Regions from separate parts of the Mus musculus genome. Here all the other regions are linked to region 2. A link is a contact called in public HiChIP or PLAC-seq data. All regions are on one chromosome and are shown on one strand. The core of a region is the stretch at or near the end of the contact, and the rest is flanking DNA. Distances in the headings are between cores, read along the strand shown.

The links. HiChIP or PLAC-seq counts read pairs in DNA pulled down with a chosen protein or histone mark.
Region 1: a contact with region 2 is called in a FOXA1 HiChIP or PLAC-seq map of pancreatic cancer cells. The contact joins two enhancer-like sites. A contact is called at or near these places in 3 of 484 Hi-C or Micro-C datasets (bone marrow-derived macrophages, epidermal suprabasal cells and nephron progenitors), 3 of 115 datasets of contacts at active chromatin or transcription factors (extraembryonic endoderm stem cells, kidney and pancreatic cancer cells) and 1 of 9 other capture datasets (embryonic stem cells).
Region 3: a contact with region 2 is called in a FOXA1 HiChIP or PLAC-seq map of pancreatic cancer cells. The contact joins two enhancer-like sites. A contact is called at or near these places in 3 of 115 datasets of contacts at active chromatin or transcription factors (embryonic basal ganglia, embryonic stem cells and pancreatic cancer cells) and 1 of 9 other capture datasets (embryonic stem cells).

What each region holds. Positions count from the first base shown.
Region 1 is chr19:55,860,161-55,864,648 of GRCm38.p6, reverse strand. All of the region lies in intron 5 of Tcf7l2 (transcription factor 7 like 2, T cell specific, HMG box), which reads right to left. Among named protein-coding and RNA genes, the nearest start is that of Gm52391, 76 kb to the left of the region's middle. Within about 2 kb of position 1,903, at least 41 of the 459 cell types and tissues checked have an H3K27ac peak or open chromatin away from gene starts, as enhancers often do. A contact at or near this core is called in pancreatic cancer cells, where this site is marked.
Region 2 is chr19:55,568,323-55,572,894 of GRCm38.p6, reverse strand. All of the region lies in intron 7 of Vti1a (vesicle transport through interaction with t-SNAREs 1A), which reads right to left. Among named protein-coding and RNA genes, the nearest start is that of Gm41871, 130 kb to the left of the region's middle. Within about 2 kb of position 2,309, at least 63 of the 459 cell types and tissues checked have an H3K27ac peak or open chromatin away from gene starts, as enhancers often do. A contact at or near this core is called in pancreatic cancer cells, where this site is marked.
Region 3 is chr19:55,988,960-55,993,705 of GRCm38.p6, reverse strand. No RefSeq gene overlaps it. Among named protein-coding and RNA genes, the nearest start is that of Gm52391, 53 kb to the right of the region's middle. Within about 2 kb of position 1,370, at least 32 of the 459 cell types and tissues checked have an H3K27ac peak or open chromatin away from gene starts, as enhancers often do. A contact at or near this core is called in pancreatic cancer cells, where this site is marked.

The DNA.
Region 1 (4,488 bases), core at 654-3,153, 290 kb before region 2:
TTATGAACATGAATGGATAACTCATCAGAAAGGAGATGGCCAACAGTTCACGCAAAGGTCTGGGCGTGACTTGCCTTCGCCACGGTTCTCTACATCTCTCTGGTTCTCCTAAGTGGCTGTTTACTGTTTCTGAAGTGGAACAAGGGTTTAAACATGATCTCTTCCACAGTATCCCTCTCTAGAGGGAATCCGCGTGCATGCTCCATATCCACTGGAGAAACCCTGTTTCCTAAAAAACAGCATCCTCTAGCATACAGCAGACACTCAGCACCTAGTAGGGACACAATCATTGGTTTAAAAGACTACACTAATTGGCTTGTGAATATTCATGAAAACCAAAACATCATCTTCTATCTAAATCTAAGAGTTACTTTAATTTTTTTTTTTTTAAAGTCTGCATTGATGTTTGCTTTCCTGAAGATAAAAGAATGTTCTGGGCATTCTTTATTCTTGGGACTACTAATTTGAAGAGAGCTGTCACGCGGGAGCATGGAGTCGTGTGGGGTATTGACATGGCATTGAATTATTTAAAGGAAATTAACAATGCTTCCTGTCCTTGGAGAACAACATCTGTGAGAAGAGTCATTGGGCTGTGCTTGCCTCTGCTAGTCAGGGATCTTGTGCGGGGCGGGAGGCCTTCCTCAGCACCCTGAATTTGAAAAGAAAATCTATACTATAGACTGCTAATTGCTAGTAGCAATGGCAAAGTTGAGGTGATAGCTTCCCTTCCAGCAGGAGCCATAAAGAGCCCAGGAAATTACTTTCTAGGTTCAAGTTTAATGGAATAGTGTGCGTTCTCGCGTGTGACGCTGAGTCACGTGGCCTTTACGGGCCAGCTGGGCATCAAGCATTCACTTGAGCGCCAGCCCCACCCTCTTCTTGTAAAGTGGTGACTTTATGGCTCTGATTTCCCTAGCGGTGGTCAGCACGGCCAGACAGTATGGCACCTGGAATGAGAATAACCCGAGGAGAATTCAGGGATGGAGGTGGATGCGTGGGCCCTGCCCTCATGAGAGGTAAACTTTGGATGGGCGGCTTCAGTTCAGAGCTGGCTTGCTTCATACCGTCATTCTGCTCCAAGACCTACCTCCAGATACCAGGGCTCCCCAACCTTTTGTAAGGAGTGGCTGCTTTTCGTGTCCCTGAAGACTTGCGTGCTGACAGTGAAGTCTGAGGGGGTGTAGAAGTGCGGACAGGCATGGCCCTGAGTGCAGCAAGGGAGGGGGCTCTGCTGCCAGGAAGAAAGGGGGACAGGGTGAGGCTTGAGGAGAGAGGGCCGAGTCACCAAGGCATACCCAGAATTCTCCACACCTCCCTGCCATGCAGATGGGGTCCCTGAGGGACATCTCAAACGCGACTTCCTCATGCAGAGTTCCTACGATGCCCCTTCCCGCCATCCCCATCCCTAACCACACCGTTCCCCCGATGAATATGGTTGCTCCTTCTTCTAAGCAACCAGCCAGCCACTTATCTGTGCCTTCTCTCAACTTACCTTACTGAAGCTTCTATTAGGATAAACTTAACGGGGTTGCTGGTGTTTACACCTCACAGAAACATACCTATGTATGACTGCCCTCACCCTTGAGCTGTCGGGGCTCCAGTCTTAACCTCCACGCCCCCCTTGGCTCCCTTAGACTATAGCCTTCTGAGAGAAGCCACAATAGCGACTTCATGGATCATGCCGTGCACACCCCATGTGTTCTCGAAGCATGCTCAAAGGAGGTTTGCTCAACAGGTATCTGATCCCAAAAGTGTCAGGGTAAGAACTGCCTTCTCCATCCAGGCCCCTAGAAAGGGCTGAGCTGGCTACTCCTTTAATTCTCACAACCTCCACAGGAAGTAAGAGTGTTCTGCCTATTTCACAGAGGAGGAAGCTGACTCAGAGACGTTAAGGAGCATGCCCAAGGTCACACAGCTAGTAAACGGTAGAGGGACAGAATGGACTGTTTAGTCAACTCTGGCAAATGGCTGCTGTGTAGACCTACACACCTAGTCAGAGGTTCCATACAGCCCCATTAACAGGGTAGAGAATTTAGAGGGAGTATTTAGAGGTGTGAAGAACAGTTTAGAGGTTCAGAGTGGGCTACTTCAAAAGGACAAAAGACATTCCAACTTTCTCAAGCTTGGCTGTTGGTCGGCTGGTACTCCTGGGGATTGAACCCAGGGACCTGTACATGCTAAGCAAGAGCTCTGCCCCTGGGGTATATCCCCAGCATGAGAGGGAACAAGAGAAGGAAGAAGGTGACTGTATCTTTTAACAATCCTGCAAAAGATGGACTGGGTAGACTTGTCCACCCCAGATGACTATGGATAATTCTGAAAGGTAAATCAAGAAAAACAAAGGAGAGATCGAGAAGCCACAACCCTAGAGCGGCCTACATGGCCATCGGAACACCATCCTTCCCTGTGTTCTGTTGGGTATAATAACCATCCACAGGCAAACGGAGCTTCCCAGGTGACAAAGGGCAGCCAACTGCTGGAAGCTTGGGGGCCTGTCTAGGAAAGGCAGCTAAGGGCCAGCAAGGGCACTGGCTTGCTACTATGCAGTAAGTATGTGTGCATCTGGAAGTAGGACCTTCACAGTACTCACTGGTAAACAGTGAATCATAGACGTTTCAGCTGGCCTGGAGGATCAGCCCGGCTTTAGTGACAGTGCTTGCATTTAGCTTTGTCAACAGCCCTGCCCCACCTGAGTGCTGCATTCAAGGGAAGCACAAGGAACAGCACCAGTTGTTTTGGGAGGAGCCCAGCAACATGAGGGCTTACAGCTTATCTCCCCACTTTGTTGGACTAACAAAGCTACTATCACAAGAAGCAAGACTCCCAGGAGCAAGTGGCTGGGGAAGGGAGCTTGGAGCTATTCAGTGAGCAAGGGCTGCCTTTAAGTACAGTCTCTGTTACATTCTGTAGAAGCTTACTCCTTACCTATCCACTTACAGGGCCTGTACTACACCACACACAGAGAGAAACACACACACACACAGTGTGTGTGTGCATTCACATGCTTACAACCCTGGATATCTTTCCTTCCATGCTTAGGAGCTAGGGAACCTCGGAGCCAAATTTGGCAGTCACGTTCCTTCTGTTTGATGAGGGAACTGCTTTGAACTTGAAGGGCTCACCTTACCCTACTTTACCTAATAGGCTTACCCCAGCTTCTCCTTGTAAGGTCTTTAAGATATTCGTTTCTAGTATTTCCATAGAATAGAAGAACTTATAAACCCCGTAAAAATTTTAGGAGATAGACATCTTATAAAACTTTGGACATAGACATGGATATAAAGGGAAGGGAGGGTTTTGTAGGTGAGGGCCACGAAGCTCAAGCAGGCACTAAGAACGATGGAGTGGGAGCAGCAGAGTTCTGAGCTCCATAGCCTTTTCTGGGTTTCCCAGCAATAAAATCTTAAATTATTTAGGAGACACTGACCTGACTCTATGACGCTATCAGCTTAGCTAAGTGGAGTGTGCTGCTTCCCCCAGCTTGAGGAGTAGGCAGGTTTTTTTAGGTATATACCCACGCCCCCACACTGCAACCTCTTAACATAGATGCCAATTCAAAATCAAGGTCACAGACATGAAGGGGCAAAGGTAAGATCTTCTTGGACTTGAATAAACTTCCATGAGTGAAGTCAACTTGGAGGACAGCAGAGCAAAGAGCTCCTGGGAAACAATCCTGAACCACGGGGCCCCTGGATCCAGCCACGGGGTCCATCTCCTTCTCCTGTCCTTGCCAGTTATAGATCTGCACATTCATTTTCTCAGGCTAGTTTGCATGAGGGATGAAGAGAGGCAGTAACTGGGTGCAGAGCGCTGCAGTCATCGTAGACTGAGCTCAAGCACTACAGTCATCATAGAATGAGCTCAGAGCACTGCAGTCATTGTAGACTGAGTTCAAGCACTGTAGTCGTTGTAGACTGAGCTCAGAGCAGCAGTCATTATAGACTGAGTTCAAGCACTTCAGACATCGTAGACCAAGCTCAGGAACTGGCTGCACTTCTAAGCAGTGCAGTAGAAGAAAAAGAGGAATGTTCTTTAGAAAACTGAACTCCCTTCTCCTGCATGAGGTTGGAGAGGCACTTGAGATTTGTCCAGTCTCTACCAGCCACACACTGGGTAGAGCTGCCCTGCCCCCTGCTCTCCTCTAGAGTTCCCATCACAGCCACAGCAGCACTGGCCAAGCAGAATAAGTGGACCTGGGAGATGGGAGCTACATATCCTCGGCAGGGTCCCTGGCTTTTGGAAACACTGCTGGATGCAGGTGGGCTTCTGGAGGAGGTATCTTCCAGAGAAGGGAGACTAAACTAAAAGGATATGGCATGGTGATAAAGAAGGCAGACTAGAGGAGGAGGAGACGATGGGTCAGATGCTTAACACCTAAGGGCACGGTGTGTTAGCCAGATCTATAAACAGCTGCCGGAAACATAATCAAAGTGTGCTACCCACAAAGTCCACCGAATTTGCATATTCCACTATCGTACTTCCTTGTGA
Region 2 (4,572 bases), core at 1,060-3,559:
TTGCACAATATCTAATTACAGGGGTGCTGATAAAATTAAGCATTCCTAAGCACAAATTAAGGCCATTCTACAGGAGCCTCCATGTGCACACTTGGCCAGACTTCATTAACAACCAAACAACTACGGATGACTTGGCTGGGTCTTGGGGGAACGAGAGGTCGTGTTTCCTAAGCTGGAATTCTCCTGAACCTTGGGTTGGGGCTGGCAAAGAACCTTTGGTGAAGGGAGCGGTCCCCTTAGTTTCTCTCCAACCATGCTGTAAAGTGGAATTCTCAACTCATCGCTCCCTTGGGCTGTTGCTCGAGGCGTGCATGTAAAAGCCAGTCTATTCCTTGCAAGTCAAAGCCCCAGAAGCTGGTCAGAGTAGAGGCTAAGCTGCTTTTGGTGAGGAGAATGAATGTGTTACCAGTGCAGTTGGTGCGCTCGCCCTCCCCCCCCACCCCACCCCCCCGCCTCCGCCCCTCTCTCTCCACTAGCTGGAAAGGAGTGGTTTTGCTCCTGTTTTAATAGTTTTACTACACACTTATGAATCTACAAGTGTGCCATCCCGTATGTGCGCAACGCTGAGTGGTCTTGAATTGGCGGTAGCTTTAGGCTGTGCCTATTTACTTTTGGTATACAGTATTCTAGCGGGTGAGCCTTCCTTCGCAGCTGGTGAATATTTACTTCTGAGTTCTTGTTTTTCTAGTGTTGCTGAGAATGGCCTGGTGTCCAGCCTCTTGTCAGTACCTCACAGGGGTTTTTCTTGAGGTCTGCAGAACACATTGCAGCTGAAGCTTATGAGTATTGGTACCCAGGTCCCTCACTTCCTAATGTATTTTTGTTTGTTCAAAAGCGTCGTGTTTGGGGAGCATGCCTGTGAGGCAGGCTTTGTGCAGTCTCCACCACCTGGTTCCTTAAATGTCTTCTCCCTTGACTATGTTCTCAGCTCTGAGGTACAGATACACCCACAGAGTGAAGCAGAGACAACACAAACCCTCCAGTAAGCTGTCCAGGAACCCAGGGTCATCCCCCAGCTTGCATCTCTCCCATGGCTTCCACACATTCCCGTCAAGGGCTAAGCACTGCTCAGTGCATGCAGGTGGGTTCAGGTGGCCCCTGCCAGGTGATGGCTTCACTTGCAATCCTGATGAGACAATGGTTAGAAGAGAGACACTCTTAGCAGAAACTGACTGCAAACCCTGATGTGAACTATGCATTCCTTTCAGCAGTAAGCTGAGTCAGCACTGTATATCAAGAGGGGAAACTACCAACTTACGGCGCGGCCTGCCCCTAGGCTGGAGGCTCCCTGGATCGGATGGGTGTATTAAGTACATTTTGATTTGTGATATTTTCACATTACGAAGGGCCTCAGTTGAGGAGCATTTGCACGGTGGAATGTGGTGTGCGAGTTTTGACAGGCTTGGCCTGCTCCATCTTCAACTTCTCTTTTCAAGGAATGCAGCTTTTCTGAGTCATGTGACTACAGAGCAAAATGTGTTGGTGAGAAGCTGTGGAGGTGGCAGCACCTGGTGGCCCTTGTGACAAATCTGCAGACAGGCCCGTGGACCTCTGCCTGTGTGTCTGCCTAAGAGTTCCTTGCTTGCTTCCTACACGACTTAGAACTGGATCAGAAGTGCCACACTGTTCTCGGGCCATCAATTAGTAGTATTTAGTTTAAAAAAAATAAAGCCAGGCAGACTTATACCACCAGAAAATGAGTCAACTTTGGCCATTTTATGCAACAGTCAAGACTGGTCTTTGTAGTAATTGGGTCACACGGAAGTTGAGTGAGTTAACTCTAACTCCAAGGCTAGGGATATATTTAAAGCACATAAGATAAAAGCATTTCCTAAAATATATTCCCCTGGCAGAGACAGACTGATATCAACAGTTCAGTTTTTCCACCCCTCTCCAAGTGCATTTACTTCACCAAGGTGCCTCAGAAGAAGCAGGCGTCCTTTGTGGGTGATGTCCCTGTGCACCGTCACCCAGGCTACTTGTTCTCAGGACAAGAAACAAAGCTTAGTGAGCAGTGAGAGCGTCCCTGCGTCTCTGCCATGGACCATGAGTTTGAAGAAATCCAGGTTGGCTCAGGGAACACACACACACACGCTAACCAGCACTCCTGTAAGTGAGTGAGTCACCCACTGTACAAATGAAACAGAACTGATGGAAAGAGCTTTTATTGCCCTCCACTGAGAAACTAACCACCTGAGACAAAAGGGCTCAGCCTCTCTGGCAGCCAGTCTTCTCCAAGCAAAGTTCTCATGCAACCCTGAAGGGAATTACTGGATGACTAAGCTACACGGTGCATGCGGATGTGCCATGGGAAGGACCTGTGTGGGTGATGTTGCCCCAAGGCAGACATGTCAGCTGTCTGCAGTGGAAGGGTACTTTGGAAGAGATCCTAGCATAGAGTCTACCTCAGTTAGCCTGGTGGCCTTCAATAAGTCCCTTGTTCTTCTTTGGCCTCAGTTTCTCAACATATGAAATGAGGCACGGGGGCATGTTATTCTCCTTAGGTCCCCTCTTGTTGTCTTGGCCTATCACATCCTCTACATAGGAAGGTATTGGTTCAGGGAAACTGCAGTCTGGGTACTGGAGAGCCACTGTGCCTGCATTTCCTAGGAGCTTCTCAAAGAGCAGCCTGGTGAAACGGTGAGGTCGACGGACACCACACAGGGGGTCCTGTGCGCCTGTGTAGGTGGCAGTGCCTGAGCTCAGCTACTCCGTAGGAACCCAGGTTCTCATGTACTCTTTTTTTGAAGCACTTCCTCTCAGCTAACCCAGGCCTCTAAGGAGGAACAAAGAACAATCAGGCCCAACCCAAGGCTGCCGTGACCGATATTTATTTTGATCCCTGACTAATAGTCTCTAGTTTTATTCTAGGTGTCACAAGAGAAAAGGAGAACAAGGCAACTACAGCTAGCAAAGTTTCTGTGGTAAATGACAAAGCAGCGGCCCTCGGGGCCCCGCACACAAGGTGAGGACCGTCCGAGAGTGTTTCTGAGCATTTTCCTTTCAGGGGAGCTTTGGAGGCCAGGAAGCATCCCAGGAAGGAGGCTGGAGGAGGACGCGGACGGACTTCTCTGTATTAGTGAGTCAAGTGCAGACTGTCTGTCTTGATTCAAGCTTGGACTCGGCCCCTTGGTGGCTCTGTGGTCAGGCAGCCCAGATGGCCATGAAACTCTCCGACTGTTCAGATATAAAATGAAATAGCACCAGAGGGGTCGTGTGTGTGGGGGGGGGGGGGTCAAAGGAGATAAGCAATGTAAACGTGTTGTCGCAGGGACTCAGTCTTGCTAAGAATGGGACTATTATGATTAATGCATTTTTATCATGCAACCTTCTATTTCAGGACTATGAGAAAGTGACCCCTTGGTTTCTTTAGTAGGAAAGTCGAGCACAGCCGAGGTCAGAGCCATCACTCATGAGAGCAGTGACTGCTGACTTTCTGAATTTTCCTTTCCCCAGGACACTTTTCCATTATAAAATGAGAAGCCAAGTCACACTTGCTCCGTGACTGTTGGCTGGGAGGTGAGGGTTGGGCTTATCAGTTCACACTCTGTAGTGTGAAAAATCCCTTTCCTATCACGGCTCTGCCACTTCCCTTATCCTGTCTTTCTTGGGGAACAAGGGGGCTTGCAAGATGCTTTACCTCCTGTTTGGTAAACACGCTTGTTCTGAGTGAGACAGTTCCGCCCGTGTGTGCAGCAGGGGCTTGCAGACATGGAGGGCTTATCAGACAGAAAGCCATTCTTCTGCAGGTGACAATGTACTGAAAGCAGAACCTGGCTGGCCAGCCCCATCTTGTGAGGAGCGTCCCACCATTTCCAAACCATGACTCTTAGCCAGTCTAGAATAAAACTAGGAGGTTTTTACTGTATTTTCTGGATGTTGGGGACAGACAGAGGCCTATGCCCAACTGTAGGTTCTCCCCCATTCTTTTTCATTACCTCTGGTGGGTGGTGGGCTAGAAGGGAGGTTAAAGTGTATAAGAACCATCATTAAAAGTAGGATTTGAAAAAAAATTAAAGTTATACTCTGGCACTATGTTCATTTGCTTATATATTTTTGTAAACCTTGTGAAAATAAGATCTATCAGCTGCAAGGTCTTAATATGTTGACCCCTCCCACCACCCTACCGCCGCCGCTGCCGCCACCCCAACCCTCCATGAAGTCTCTGCTTTATGTTGTTAGGATTGTTGTGTCTGTTGTGGTCTTCCTGGGAACCCGGGTAAGGGGAAATGAAGGTAGGGTAGTCAGTTTTGGATACAGTGGGAATCCTGGTATGCATAGCTTTTGGGAAAACACTGCTAGCCATCTTGGGTTGGAAGTGGTTACCCACTGTGATGTCTGGCACAGCTGGAAAGCAGGCACCGGACCTATGTGGGGAGAGCAGGAAGAGCAAGTGCTTGAGGCAGCCACGAGGAGGTCTGTGACTAAAACCCTGGCTCCGTGCTTAGCAATGGAAAGGAAGGCCAAGAAGTCTCACCTGATGGCAAAACCATAGCAATTCCCACTTGACAGCATCAGGTACCCCACGGTCCGAAAGCATTAAATGGAAGATCCCAGAAATAAACAACCTGT
Region 3 (4,746 bases), core at 121-2,620, 420 kb before region 2:
GCTCTCCTCTGACCACAGACACAGTGACAGGCTGCTTCGAGCTCCAGCTTCTATGACTTCCCCACCATGTACCTTGAACTGTAAGCTGAGAAACACTTCTTCCTTAACATGTTTCTGTCAGAGTATTTACCATAGCAACGGGAAAAGAAGTTAAGACATCTACCTCATTGGAATCCTGACTCAAACAACTCTGTGTGTGTGTGTGTGTGTGTGTGTGTGTGTGTGTGTGTGTGTGTGTGTAAAAGACAGGTGGCAATGTGAACAACGTATATTGAATGCCATTGATAAATTATTGTTAAGTGTTTATGGTGTGAATAATCTTTTCTTAGGAGAGCCCTTGTTCTTTTTGGGAGTTCACACTGCAATTCAAACGAGATGGTGCTGACTCAAGGGAAGAGTGAAGCTACGGCTCGGTGTAAGACTGGCTCAAGGCCACGAGCTTGAAACCCTGACTATTCTCCATCTTATTCGTCACGGACAGTCAGTCGTATTGGGGTGTGACTTGGGAACCATGCAGCCTGCCTGAAGCATGTCTGCCATCAGCACGGCCTCGTTTTAATTACCCCTTCCTTAGACCCCATGTCCCTTAGTCATAATGCCCCATTGTACTCTGCTCTCTTCTGCAGCCCTAAAACTACTAGTGCATATTCTACCTCTGTGGATCTGTTTATTCTGGGCATTTCACCTCAATGAAATTACATAATGTGACTGGCGCCTTTTACTTAGCAGCCACGTTGCTGCCTACGCCAACACGTGGGTACTTTTTATGGCTTAATATTCTCTTTTATGACAGTTTTATTCATTGGCTGTGGGTTGTTTCTACTTTGGGGCATTTTAAGTGGAACTGTAATGAACAATAGTGTAAGCTTTTGTGTGCAAATGTCGTCATTTCTCTTGCCTGTATGCCTAGGAGTGCAGTTGTTAAATCATATGGTGACTCTATGTTTACCCATTTAAGAAACCAACAGTCTGTCTTTCTGAAAGAGGTATACCATTTCACATCCCACCAGCAACATCCTGTCTATTTTCAGACGTTCGAACTGTTCCACAATAAATTTTTTAAAAAATGCAAAAACCTGTCTGCATAGGCTAAAAGCCACCCACGCACAATCACGAAGTTGGCAACCGCGATTTGTTTTCTGTGTCACGTCTGCTGACATGGCCACCATGAGATAAGATCACAGCACCTTGCCATTTGCTGTCCCTTCCTGTGTTTTTAGATTTTTAGGTACATATCTTCTCCATTTCTTTTGGGAGGGTGAAAATCCTTGAGGAAAAAAACCCAAATGAGTCAGGTTACATGGTTCCCAGGCCAGAAGGAATGGGAGCCCCATTCTGCCCTGCCGCCCGCTCAGTAAAATGCCTGCGTGATGACTGTCCACCGTAATTACATAAAATGAAAGCCACAAAGGAAATAATTGCCGTAGGAAGGAGGAGAAAGGAGAGAGTCTTCAGAACCCAAGGTTAAATGCCGGGGCGTAAAGAGATGTAAACAAGCGAATTCTTTCAGCAGGACAATTTGGGAAGTAATGGCGCACAGAGCCACGATCTGCAGGGGACAGCGGGCACTTGGCTGCATTATTCTGTCCTAGGGTTCCATTTTCTCCTGTCAAGAGGCTTTGACTGAAGTCACAATTGTCTTCCAGTGAAAGGCTGAAATGCCACGTGGATGACTTGAGTGATGGGTCCTAACATCTTGGCTGCTCAAGAAAAAAACATGCTAATGGATTTATGCACTGAGTAAGATAAAAGGGAGGAGGAGGAGGCCCCACCCAGCCGCTGCAGCCGCATGGCACTGATGCCTTTTGGGATATTGCTAGAGAACTGAGCCTCTGTCAGAAATAAATTAATAAATACCCACCCTGCTCCCCTGTGTACCTGGTAAGAGAAACCTGGGCTCCTGGCCTTCACAAATAGCCTAGGCTGAGCTCTGGATCTCAGTTCCTCTCATTTCCTACCCAACTACATCTCTCACCTGACTTCCCCAGCAGCCCCCACTCTCAGACAGGCTAAGCATCTGGGGAGATCTCTAGGCCTACCAGATAAAACGGTCTGTTGTCATAGGAATTTACTAGCTTGATAGGATGCTCACATGGGCCCTGTCATGGGATAGCCAGGCAGGAGAAACTTCACGGGGTGTGTGTGGGGATAGCCCCAGAATATTCCTGATCTATGATGTGCCTGATTCAGTGAAGACCCTGAAGACTGAAGGTAGTAAGCTCTAACCACAGCTCGTGTGCTCAGCTGCGAAGACGGAAAGACCTGAGATTTTTATATCTTAGTGTTTTAGGAGATTGTGACAAAGAAACTCTTAGGAGTTTCTTTGGAAGGTAATGAGAGTGTACACTATGGGTTAAATTTTTATTGTCTGTGGCTATCACCAATGGGGAATAGGATCATGGTCCCTGGGGATAATATAACCCATCCCCTTTATACAGTTGAGGAAGGTAAAGGCCAGAAAGTGGATGAGACCTCTTACAGTTAGGAGAGCTAATCTCACTTCCATGCCACAGCCTAGGAAAAAGCCCCACTCAGAACAGCGAAAGGACCTGGAACTGGAAGCCCTCTCTTGACTGATGAATCACCACCTCCACTGGTCCACGCCCAGCTTCTCTCTGGCCCATCCTTTCCCATGCCCCCTCCCAACCTTGGCCACCACCTAGAGCAGGCTGCCACCCTCAGCTCAAACTCTGAGCTGTATTGCAATATCTCCCATTGCCCCTGCCTTTATCATTCCAAAACTGCAGCTACATGATGGTCAGCTACCTGTTTAGAACCCACCAGTGACCCTGGACCCCCTAAATCTCGACATTTACCCATCCCTGCCTAGCCCCTTTGTGAATCTACTGTGCCATCTTGGACCAGCCCATATCCTCACTCTACTGGTTCTGGGCACACTGACTTTTCTCTTTTCTATCACTCCAGGGACTCCCCCTTTGGAACAGGTATAGTCATCTCCTCACTTACTTTACTTGCCAGCACTGGATGCTACGCTTCCTCGGGGAAGTCGGCTGTGACCTGGCACTGAGCGGAGCCCCTATATTTTATGCTTTCACAACCAAGTTTCTTTCCTTGTGAACATCCATCTTGGTTTATAATCATATGCTCATTAGTGGGATGAAGCGAAGGCAGCCTGCGTCCCTAGACAATAAAACAAGTCTGTTCCGCCTCACTGTTAGTTCTCAGCACCTAGCAAGGTGCCAGATACCAGCCAGCTTATGAGCAGTCATTATGCACCTGTGTGACGGGACAGTTGTTACAATATTGAAATGATTCTGCATCCCTGACGGTTAACTCCTGCTGCAAACCTTCTCAGAATCCCAGGCCGCCCCAGCCAACATGTCCTCCCCTACCTTTCAGACCACCTTTAACCCACTAATTTCAGCAGTGTTTCTGCACCATGGGGTAACAATAGGCACTTAGTAATCATAAGAAATGATTGTAGTGCTATGAATTCAAACTAGGTCTTGTAACTTCCTTTTGGCTTTGTGCTTCCATCCCCTACTCGTGACTCTCAGCAAGTTCCAGAAGATGACATGGTCCGGTTCATTCCTGAGTCTTCAAGAGCACCCTAACTCTACATTAAACCTACAGGAGCACCACTGTGCCCCACACCTGCTTACCTGAGCCCTAAATCCACATGGTACAGCCAGCTCTCAGACCAGGGGCATGTAGGTTGTCTCATCACCAGCCAAACTCTCTAGGGACCCTTGCTTCAGTTGAAGCCCCTTTGCTCTTTAAAGGGATGAGACAGTCGGTCACCTCTCCCTACCAGTCCATCTTCCCTAAGAGAAGCAAAGTGTCAGACAGAAATCTTTCTTCTGCTGAAGAGGATGCTCAGGGCTGGGGATAGGCTCCATGGGAGAAGGTGCTTGCTCCAAGTATAACCACTAGAGTTGGAAGCTTGGGCCCTCATGCTGGCAGGAAAGGACTCACTTCTGATATCTACACAAGCGCGGTCCGTGGGCATGTGCACATACCTACACAAAAATCTAAAAAAAAAAAAAGAGTATTCACTTGTAACCCAGCGTTTATTCTTACTTATCACAATCTCAGGGGATGTTCTAGCTTTTGGGCATTGAGGTGATGATGTCTTTGTGAGGTTGGGTTTTCCCAAAAGTAGAGCCCAAGGAGAAAGCAAAGGTATAAGTAATTGAATTGATCTGAACGCTGAAGAAAAAGCGATCTGAGTGCCATAGGGGCTGTGCCCATGACCAGGTTGGCTGTGGCAACTGTGGCTTGGTCTTACTGCAAGTCCTAGAAACTATACGAGCTCCCCCTCAGTTTTCCAGTATGAGGAATTTCCATTATGCCTTGATTCCAGGTCCTTCTGTGAGTACCAGTTCTTATACTTCTAGTCTGCTCTGTGATCTGGCCAGGCAATCAGAAGTGGTCTATTGGTGATGCCATGAAGTTCAAGAGTGGTATACAGGGTACCAAATAGCATCTGTGACAGCACCCAAATGCCTTACAAGGAGATAGGCATAAAGGCCAGGAAGGAAGCTTTCTCTGAGGCAAGACAGTACCATGCAATAGCTTGGGCTTTGAAACTGAAGCCTTGAACATGGATGACCATGGTGAGTTAACGTCTCTAAAGTTTGTCTTTCACTTGTAATGATTATATTTGAGGGATAGAAAAAGGTTTGACACAGTTCTGGGTACAATATCGACCATAACCAACAGATGAAGATTACTATCTGGAATAGATCTGTTATTGTTGGGTTTTTTCCTGACCTAGAAGGCTTA